Linked DNA regions of Danio rerio: region 2 is linked to region 1. The links are chromatin contacts, called in public HiCAR-type maps. All regions are on one chromosome and are shown on one strand. The core of a region is the stretch at or near the end of the contact, and the rest is flanking DNA. Distances in the headings are between cores, read along the strand shown. Region 1 holds the start of zbtb43 (zinc finger and BTB domain containing 43). Region 2 holds the start of lmx1ba (LIM homeobox transcription factor 1, beta a).

Region 1 (5,397 bases), core at 1,849-4,348:
TTACACTTGATCACGACACGAGAGTCCATGAAATTTAGCGTATCTTCATTTATTTTCACATCAGATATCAACACCTGCCAATGCCGTCAAAATCCACTCGCATACAACTTGTTTGTTCCAGCCTGATGAACTATAACTTCAATATTTCACTTTTACGGTCTAAAGCAGGGGTGTCAAACTCAATTCCTGGAGGGCCGAAGCCCTGCACAGTTTAGTTCCAACACTGCTCCAACACACTTACCTGTAGGTTTTAAACAAGCCTGAAGGACTCAATTAGTTTGATCAGGTGTGTTTAATTAGGGTTGGAACACACACTAAGAAACTCACTTGTGTCACAAAAAACGCACGTACTATCTGAAGCATACTACACATGCGCAGTAGAAAAGTAACTCAGTGTATATGACATGCAAGTCAGCAAGAACACATTATATAACACAAAGAATCATGAAAATTACCTAGAACAATAAACTATGAAATATGGCTTCTACACCCAGTGTTGGTGTGGGTTTTCTCCGGTTGCCCCGGTTTCCCCCACAGTCCAAACACATGTGCTATAGGGGAATTGGGTGAACTAAATTGGCCGTAGTGTATGAGTGTGTGTGTGTGTGAATGTGAGAGTGTATGGGTGTTACCCAGTAATGCTGGAAGCACATTCCCTGCGTAATCATTTTCTGGTTAGTTGGCGGTTCATTCCACTCTGGCGACTCCCGATAAATAAGGCCAAAATTAATAGATTAATAATGTGCATTGCTAATTTGTGCAAATTTAAAGCCGATTTTGTCTTATTTATTTATTTTTTCCCTCTTTGATTCTCCACTACCTGACAAAAATCTTGTCATCGATGCCTGTTCTGGTTGATCAGAAGGTGGATTTTTCTGCTGAATCATCTGTTGATCTGCATCCCAATCATCACAAATACTGCAGAAGACCTACTGGAACCCACATGGAGCCAAGATTTTCACAGCTATCTGTCAAGTTTGGGGAAGGAAAAATCATGGTTTGGGGTTACATTCAGTATGGGGGCGTGCGAGAGATCTGCAGAGTGGATGATCAACATCATCAGCCTGAGGTATCAAGACATTTGTGCTGCCCATTACATTACAAACCACAGGAGAGGGCAAATTCTCCAGCAGGATAGCGCTCCTCATACTTCAGCCTCCACATCAAAGCTCCTGAAAGCAAAGAAGGTCAAGGTGCTCCAGGATTGGCCAGCCCAGTCACCAGACATGAACATTATTGAGCATGTCTGGGGTAAGATGAAGGCGGAGGCGTTGAAGATGAATCCAAAGACTCTTGATGAACTCTGGGAGTCCTGCAGGAACGCTTTCTTTGCCATTCCAGATGACTTTATTAATCAGTGATTTGAGTCATGTCAGAGATGTATGGATGCAGTCCTCCAAGCTCATGATGGAGTCAGACACAATATTCATTCTGTCTCCACTGCAGCAGGACTTTATATTCTGTACTGGACATTATTTCTGTTCAGTGATGAGACTTTTGTCTAAGCAAAGTCAGACCTTACTGTCCTAATGAAATCATTCAAAATCAAGGCATGATCATATTTTATTGTGGTAATTTTCCTTTTATATAAGCCACTTCTGATACCAAATAATCAAGTAGAAGTCAAGTTATTGTTTGTTGTTCTTAAAACTTGAATAGGCGATAAGACTTTTGTCAGGTAGTGTGAAGTTTCAAATAATTATTTCCTGTCCTTGCTATAGCCATACACCAATGGAAAGCTTATTTTTGCTTTGTATAAATCTGATTTCAAATAAATGCACCCTTACGACTGATTTTGTTGTCCTGGGTCAGTCACAAAGGCTCTAAATTACATTTTAATTGTGAAGAAAGGTCACAAAATGTTTACAGGGTAATGCATTCATTCATTTTCCTTAGCCTTAGCCACTTTATTCACCACAGCGGAATGAACCACCAACTTATCCAGAGTATGTTTTATGCAGCGGATGCCCTTCCAGCTGCAACCCAGTATTTGGGAGACACCCATACACACACATTCACAAACACACATACACTATGGCCAGTTTAGTTCATCAATTCCCCTATAGTGCACGTGTTTGGACTTTGGGAGAAACCGGAGCACCCGGATGAAACCCACACCATCACGGGGAGAACATGCAAACTTTAACCTTATTAAAAAGGCAAAATTTTAAGGGACAAAACATAGTTGAAATCATGAGGTGACAAGGCTTTTTCTGTCACATCCCCCATCTGTGGAATGGTCTGCTTTTACATATTAGCTCATGTTCTTCCCTTGGTGCTTTTAAGTTTCATCTAAAAAATCCCCTTCTTTCTCTTTGCATTTTGATTGCAAATAATTGTTATCTGTTTTATATAATTTGCTTATTTTTATATTTAAGTATAGATTTTGTATGCTGGTATTTTTCTAAAGCACTTTGGTCAACATCTGTTGTTTTTAAATGTGCACTCTGAATAAAGCAAACAAACAAACTACGCGCTTCTGTAGTTCTGCGCTTATCCTGTAGCGCCACCTGCTGAGCTTTTAAAAATGTATTCAATTAAGTTCACATCTCACCATAAACATATTACTTTAGCATGTTAAAAATAATCGAATAACTATAAAACTTACGACATCATTAAATCAGAGACTTTCTGAAACTCAGAAAGTAGTAAAAACACTTAAGCGTCAGATATATTCAATAATACGTCTATTATTACACTTTATGTCCATTAATCAACGTCGTTTTAGTCCCTTTTTTATGTTTTAATTTTCTTTCGACTCTTTTGTCACCCGGTTTTGTTATTTAGCATCTTGCTAAATGCACCTGGCTTTTGACGGCACTTACTGCAGTTATTTTAGCGGTTTACGCTGCTTGATATTGCAAACAGTATTTCTTACCGTCATATGTTGATGTATTGTTTTATATTAGGCAATAGATACACTGGTTTGTAACAGTTTTACGCCATTTTGCGCTGAGAAAATAGTCAAATTTGGCTCTCGACCGGAAAGTGGGCGTGTTTGTTTACATTTGTCCCTGCGCCACGCGACTCTGCGTGATGACGTAAGTGTCACGTAGCGCTCTGGCTTTCGGAAGAGAGAAGGCAGGCTAGCTCACGGAAAACCGGTCTAAAACGATGCAGGAAACGGTAAGACGGACAGTTTTGTAGTATTGTGAGCAAAGCAGAAAAGTCTAATGATATCTCGGGATCTTTTTCATGAACAACAACGTCTCTGTCGTCTTTTAACGTCCAGAAAGTCTGTTCACATGCTAGCTTAGCAGGATAGCTGGTTAGCTTGATCTCTAATGTACTGAACTGTGAATTTTGACATTTCACTTGTTTAAAATGTAAAAATATAGCTTTTCTCCGATTATCGACATCGTAGATTTGGTATTATGAGTTTATAAAAAATTTGCCATCATAAATTATGTAACCGTGATGTTTGTAATATTTTATTGTTGTTTATTTACATATCGCCAAATGACATCTAAAATGTGTTTATATAAAACTTACTATCCTGAATATCAGTTATTATACGTATTTAGTGTTACCACAGTAAAATTCAATACAAATGAGCTCATTCTTACATTTGCTTTATAAGGGGTGTTGTTACTATGTTTTTTTTATTGAAAACATGTTACATTTTTGAGCAAATGATCAATAAGTATAGTTCATAAATTTCCTGATTAGACTTGTTGTAATTAATTTTTATTATTTGTATTAGGCGGTCATATTTTTTTGCTCTATAGTCCAAGTCATTTGATTTTGAGTATCTACAGTGCATCTGGAAAGTATTGATAGTGCTTCACTTTTTCCACATTTGTTATGTTACAGTCTTTTTTCAAAATGATATAAATGCATTTATTTCCTCAACATTCTACGCACAATGCCCCATAATGACAGTGTAAAAAAATAGATTTATTTAATTGTTGCAAATTGATTAAAAATAAAAAAAGCTGAAAAATCCCATGTACATCAGTATTCACAGCCTTTGCTCAGTACTTTGTTGATGCACCTTTGGCAGCAATTACAGCCTCAAGTCTTTTTGAATTTGATGCCACAAGCTTGGCACACCTGTCTTTGAGAATTTTTGCTCATTCCTCTGCAGTTCCTCTCAAGCTCTATCAGGTTGGATGGGAAATGACGGTGTACAGCCATTTTCAGATCTCTCCAGAGATGTACTATAGGATTTAGGTCTGGGCTCTGGCTGGGCCACTCAAGGACATTTACCGAGTTGTTGTGAAGCCACTCCATTGATATTTTGGCTTTGTGCATTGGGTCACTGTCCTACTGGAGGATGAACCAGTCTGAGGTCAAGAGCACTCTGAAGCTGGTTTTCATTCAGGATGTCTCTGTACATTGCTGCATTCATCTCTCCCTCTATCCTGACTAACCTTCCAGTTCCTACTGCAGAGGGACCATCGGGTTATTGATCACCTCCCTGATTAAGGCCCTTCTCCCCGATCACTCAGCTTAGATGGCCGCCCAGCTCTAGAAAGAGTCCTGCTGGTTACAAACTTCTTCCACTGACGGATGATGGAGGCCGCTGTGCCTCGAGACAATCCTGTCTCGGAGGTCTACAGACAGTTCCTTTGTCTTCAGGCTTGGATTGTGCTTTGACATGCACTGTCAACCCTGGGATTCCAATGAAGCTGCTGAAACATCTCAAGAATGATCAGTGGAAACAGAATGTACCTGAGCTCAATTTAGAGCTTCACAACAAAGGCTGTGAATACTGATTTACATTTAATTTTTCAGCTTTTTTATTTGTAATAAATTTTCAAAAACTCTTTTTTTCACATTGTCATTATGGGGTATTGTGTGTAGAATTTTGAGGAAATAAATGAATTTAATCCATTTTGGAATAAGGCTGTAGCATAAATAATTGTGGAAAAAGTAAAGCGCTATTACTACTTTCCGGATGCACTGCACTGATACTGAAACCCGATCTGATACGTCTATAATACATAAAAAATTAATAAAGAAGGCAGAAGATACAGATCCAGGATGTTCCTTATTTTTTAATATTCAACAATTCTGTTAACAAACAGAGCACTTCTGTGAGCTTGAACAACCAAGTAATAAATAACAACAATTCTTCACGTTTGGACTTAAGTGCAACAGTGAATATAAAAAAAATCTAATATAAAAACAAATATCATCTAAACTTAAAATTCCCGGCTGGCAATCCCAAGTTTACACATCTGACAGTTTGCTTTGGCAATGCTGTCGTCGTCAACTTTTTAAAAATTTATTTAATTTATTATTTTTTTAATTGCAATTTTAGAACACAGAAAATACAAGGGCAAAAACACAACATTATATTGGCATCAAAATAAATACAATATATAAAGAAAAGAAAAAAAAATTACAATTATTTAAAGACAAGATTTAAGGCTTTAAGATAAACTGTTCTAT
Region 2 (5,397 bases), core at 897-3,396, 220 kb before region 1:
GTGTTTTTGGGACAACTTAATTGTTTTATGTTCAATCTACTTAAATTTCTAAAAACAATTGAGTTAACTTAATTGATTTGTGTTGAGACAGCATTAAGGAATTGTGTTAAACCCGGCATTTATTTCAGTGTTGTCTGTAAATAGTGATTTAGTTGAAAAATTGTGTAAACTCATTGCCTTCAAATTATTAATGAGCCATGTGCATAATTCTAAAAAAAAAAGTTAAGTTAACATAAAAATGTAAGTACTTCTGTTGTAACTTAAAAATGACAAGTTGATTTTACTTAACACTTTTAGGGCAATGGGTTTACTCACCTTATTAAGTAATTGCTTTTTACAGTGTAAAATTGTTGAACAAAGTTGGCCTCACAGCAAGAAGGTCGCTTGTTTCGAGCCTGGGCTGGTGCAGTTGGCGTTTCTGTGTGGAGTTTATGTTCTTCCCGCGTACGCGAGGTCCGGTTTCCCCCACAGTCCAAAGACAAGCGGAACATGTGAATTGGATAAGCTAAATTGTCCGTAGTGTGTGTGAATGAGTGTGTGGATGTTTCTCAGTGATGGGTTGCAGGTGGAAGGGCATCCGCTGCATAAAACATATGCTGGATAAGTGGGCGGTTCATTCCGCTGTGGTGACCCCAGATTAATAAAGGGACATAGCCGAAAAGAAAATCAATGAATAAATGAAAATCTATTGTCAACTTGTCTGTTGCAGATCCGTCAGTTCTTTTAATAAATAAAGATTATTTGAAGTTGCTCATGCCTGATGTGTGTTATATTAGAGGTTTATTGGCCTATTTAAAATGTCAAGTTAAACTTTAAGCTAAAACGCGTTTATATATTTAATGACATGGGGGAAAAGCTAATAATAAAAATAGTAGCCATCGATTATATTTATTGCCGTTTTGTTAAATCAAACTATTTATTTCGCAAATAAAACCCAAGCAGATGGATGGAGGTATGATAAGTTAGTTAGTTAGTTAGTTAGTTAGTTAGTTAGTTAGTTAGTTAGTGTCGTTATTGCCTGAAGGAGTATTATTCACCTGATCTGACCTCTGCTTCAGCTGCCTCAACTTTATGTATCGGGCATATTAATGCTGAGTTAATAACCTGACGTCGGGCTTTTTTGTTTTTATTCAACTGTTGAGCTTGATAATTTACTCTGGTTTAGGACAGAGTGTCCGGCAACACTTCAGAATCAGATCGACATGCTGGACGGAATCAAAATTGAGGGTCAGTTCAGGACAGTTTATAACCTGACGCCGGGTCAATATGGTCAAACCCAACGTTGGGTTAATTTTACATTAAATTTAAATGACTTTTTTCTGTTGAGCTTGTTCATTTTACTCTGGGTTATACCCAGCATTTTAGCGTTTACATAGTTTTGACGTGAATAAAACTATAATTTAGTTAGATTATGCAGATTATTTAAGATATGATATGAATACGATGCATTTAATTATTCATTTATTTGTTTATTTATTATTTTGCATTTTTAGTTCCGTCTTATAATGTGAAGAAAATCATTTTAGATTGTCTCTAAATATCTTCAGCAATGAAAATGAATGTTAAATGTCCTTCATGGAAATATTTAAGTGTGTGTGTGTCTTTTTTGTGTGTGTATGTCTGCGTGTTTGTCTCTCTATGTATTTGTGCGTGTCTGTATTTCACTCTCTCTGTGTGTGTGTGTGTGTGTGTGTGTGTGTGCGTGCGTGCGTGCGTGTGTGTGTGTGTGTGTGTTTTCTTGTGTCTCTGTTTTTACGTGTGTCTGTCTGCATTCATTCTTTGTGTGTGTGTGTGTGTGTGTGTGTGTGTGTGTGTGTGTGTGTGTGTGTGTGTGTGTGTGTGTGTGGGAGAGAGAGAGAGAGAGAGAGAGAGAGTTGTGCGTGTTTGTATTTTTGTGCTTGTGTCTTTGTGTGTCTGCCTGACTTTGTGTGTGTGTCTGTATTTCTGTGTGTGTGTGTGTGTGTGTGTGCTTTGTCTATATCTGTTTGTGTGTGTGTTTGTCTTTCTGTCTGTGTATGTCTGTTTGTGTGTTGGGGTGTCTTTCTATGAGTGTGTGTGTTGTAGGCGGTTCTGCGCGATCCAGCACCAATGGCATCACATGCAGCTCAGCAGAATGACGCGATCAGAGGGAGTTCAGCAGCTCCAGGATCCTCAAGAGGAGCTCATACACACACACACATACACACACCGCTGGATTACTACAACTTCTCCACCAAAACTCCAACACCGACCCTCTCGACAGATCCGGCTGGAAGATCCTCAGAGTCGGTGTGATCAGGCGCAGTACACGCAGATCTTTAAACGCGCTGTTTTGTCTTGTCTATTAAACCAATAAGCGACAGATGACATAGTTTACTTTTAGTTTCTGTCTCGTGTGTCTTTTTGGGATCGGTTTTACGCGTCTGGAGAGAGTCAGTGTCCGGCAACTCTTCAAGTAGACATGCTGGACGGAATCAAAATTGAGGATCAGTTCAGGACAGGAGCGGAGACTCTAGGAGTGATGCTGGGTGAGTTTCACACACACTCTCAGAGGACTGACACTTCAGTATACACACACTGAAAATGCGGTGTTAAAAAGTGTTATTTATTTGTGTTATGTAATTGCAACAATCAAACAGAAAATTAACCCAACAACCCAGCATTAGGATAATATTTTCACGGCTCAGATCATAGTTAAATGTGCATGTTTTCATGTTTTTTTTTTTTACAGCGCTTGTAAATTTACAATTTACAATTAAAAACACACGATTTAAATGATGGCATTAGACTTCACACATTTTTGTTACAGAATTGCGTTGCGTAATAAAAACAGTATAATTTAATATTACACGTTCTTCATTAGTAATATATATATATATATATATATATATATATATATATATATATATATATATATATATATATATATATATATATATATATATATATGAAAACTAAGTTGTCTTTTGCATTAATAAATTTTCATATATTTTCTTTTTTTATTATTTATTTTATCTTTTTGTTTTTATGAATTAAAAACGATAAAATGTACAGGGCAGGCTATATTAAATAATAGCAACCGGTGCCGAAATATTAACACAATACAAACACAATGCAAACACGGTGTGCAACGTTTCCTCTGAATAAACACACGAAGTGTTTGTTGACATGTAACCTGTTATTCAGTTTAACATATTTAATTGAAGATAGATGTGACATTTCAGTCCAACAATTTAAACAACTTGTAATATTAATCTGTTATAATATAATTAAAAGCATAAATATAAAAACATGCGTAAATCAAATTAAATGGTTTGATAATAACTCCGCGTAACGATTTTTTTAGTTTTGCTTTTAGGTTTACTTCAAGAAAGGCTAGATTTTATTCTGAGTTTCAAATGTAAGTTGTGTCGATGCATTTGTTTTTATTACTTATTTATTCACTAAAAATGCTGTGTTTTTGTAACCCAAATTAAAAAAAATGGACAAGTCTAACAGTTGGGTTAAAACGTGTAATTTAGGCTACTTTATATAAATAAATAAAACAAAACTATTAACCCAGCCTTGTGTTTGTAGAGCAACCGTAATTTAGCCTACAAGTAATAAACAAAAAACAATTAATCCAACCTTGTGTTTGTAGCACAATCGTTGGCTTAAAAAAAAGTGTAATTTAGCCTAATTTAATAAAGAACAATTAGCCCAATCCTGTGTTAGGTCAATCGTTGAGTTTAAAAAGTGTAGTTTAGCCTACATCTTAATAAAGAACAATTAACTCAACCTTGTGTTGTAGCACAATCGTAGGGTTAAAAAAAGTGTTGCCTACGTTTTAATAAAGAACAATTAACCCAACTTTGTGTTTGTAGGTCAATCGTTGGGTTAAAAAAGTGTATTTTAGCCTACATTTAATGAAAAACAAGTAATCAAACCTTGTGTTTGTAGCCCATCCGTTGGGTTGAAAGTGTAATTTAGCCTACATTTAATAAACAAAAACAATTAACCCAGCCCTGTGTTTGCAGCCCAACAGTTGGGTTAAAAAGGTAATTTAGCCTACATTTAATGAAAAACAATCAACCAAACCTTGTGTTTGTAGCCCTTCCGGGTTAAAAAGTGCAATTTAGCCTACATTTAATAAAAAATAACCCAACCTTGTGTTTTACTGTAAACAAATGCAGGGTTCCACACAGTTCATTCACGTTAATACAAATCAATTTGTGAAAAACTTTAAACATAAAATAATTACAATATCCCTCAAAAAAATCTAAAGAAGTGTGCTGTTTCCACTCATTTTAAATAAGTAGTTTGAAAGGCAACACAAATCATTTTTGAGTGCATATTTGACCCAACATTTAATTATGACAACAACACTGGCATGATGTTTTTTAAACTCTACTGCGTGTGTGTGATGGGGTTATACATGCAACCATAATGAAGTCGGTCACACTTTACAATAATGTTGAATTAGTTTATGCATTTGCTAGCGAGCTAATTATGAACAATACATGTACAGAATTTATTAATCAGTTCAACATTTGCTGATGCAATAATACAATCTAAATTCATGCCTGTTAACATAGTTAATGCGCCGTGATTTAACATGAACAAACAATAATCGACTGTATTTAATAACATGAGCAAATATTATAGTAAATGCATTGTTTGTCCATTTTAATAAATTCATTAAGTAATTCAACCTTATGGTAAAGTGTTAACATAAAATCAAATAAAAATGCAGCATGTGTGTGTGTGTGTGTGTGTGTGTGTGTGTGTGTCGTCAGGTGCAGACTGCGCTCATCATCAGAGTGTGTGTGAAGGCTGTCACCGGCCGATCTCTGACCGCTTCCTCCTGCGCATGAACGACAGCTCGTGGCATGAGGAGTGTTTGCAGTGCTCGGTGTGTCAGCAGCTTCTCACCATGAGCTGCTACTCCAGAGACCACAAACTCTACTGTAAACACGACTACCAACAGTAAGAGCTGATCCCTAATACTCTCAGCGTGTGTGTTGCTGTGTGTCTGTCAAACGAGCCGCGCCATAGCAGTTTGCGCCATTCAAGTGTGTGTGTGTGTGTGTGTGTGTTTCGAAGCGAGCATTTGCCATTTTTTGTTTTGTCAGCAATGTCAAAGTACTAATATTACCCTATATATTGGTTACTGTTATTTTAATATAGGCCTAATCAACTTATTTCTCTATTGATATTATTTTATGTGAACGTTAATCATTATTATAGACTATTTGTGGACTTTTATTATTAGTTTTGGGCTCTATTATGTTTGTTTTGTGTTTATAGTAAAAACTAATTTTGCATAAAGCATGAAATTATGCTATATTTCTTTTTTTAATTTAGCAAAAAACTTTAAATTATGCTAACTTTGCGACTTACGGCATTTATAAATAATTAATTGTTATTAAAGGACTATAT

What was found. HiCAR-type assays count read pairs that join an accessible place to other places.
Region 2: a HiCAR-type map of caudal fin shows a contact between it and region 1, with 15 times the contacts expected there. The contact joins the promoter of lmx1ba here to the promoter of zbtb43 in region 1. A contact is called at or near these places in 7 of 18 Hi-C or Micro-C datasets (caudal fin, embryo, fibroblasts and 2 more) and 2 of 4 datasets of contacts at active chromatin or transcription factors (caudal fin and embryo).

Annotation. Positions count from the first base shown.
Region 1 is chr5:5,575,506-5,580,902 of GRCz12tu, reverse strand. It overlaps zbtb43 (zinc finger and BTB domain containing 43), which reads left to right and starts at 3,098. Exons shown (of 2, transcript NM_001110024.1): 1 at 3,098-3,126. It overlaps LOC137495547 (a long non-coding RNA gene), which reads right to left and starts at 3,031. Exons shown (of 3, transcript XR_011015415.2): 1 at 2,879-3,031.
Region 2 is chr5:5,794,696-5,800,092 of GRCz12tu, reverse strand. lmx1ba (LIM homeobox transcription factor 1, beta a) reads left to right here and starts at 2,146. Exons shown (of 8, transcript NM_001362592.1): 1 at 2,146-2,507; 2 at 4,755-4,944. The coding sequence starts at 2,441.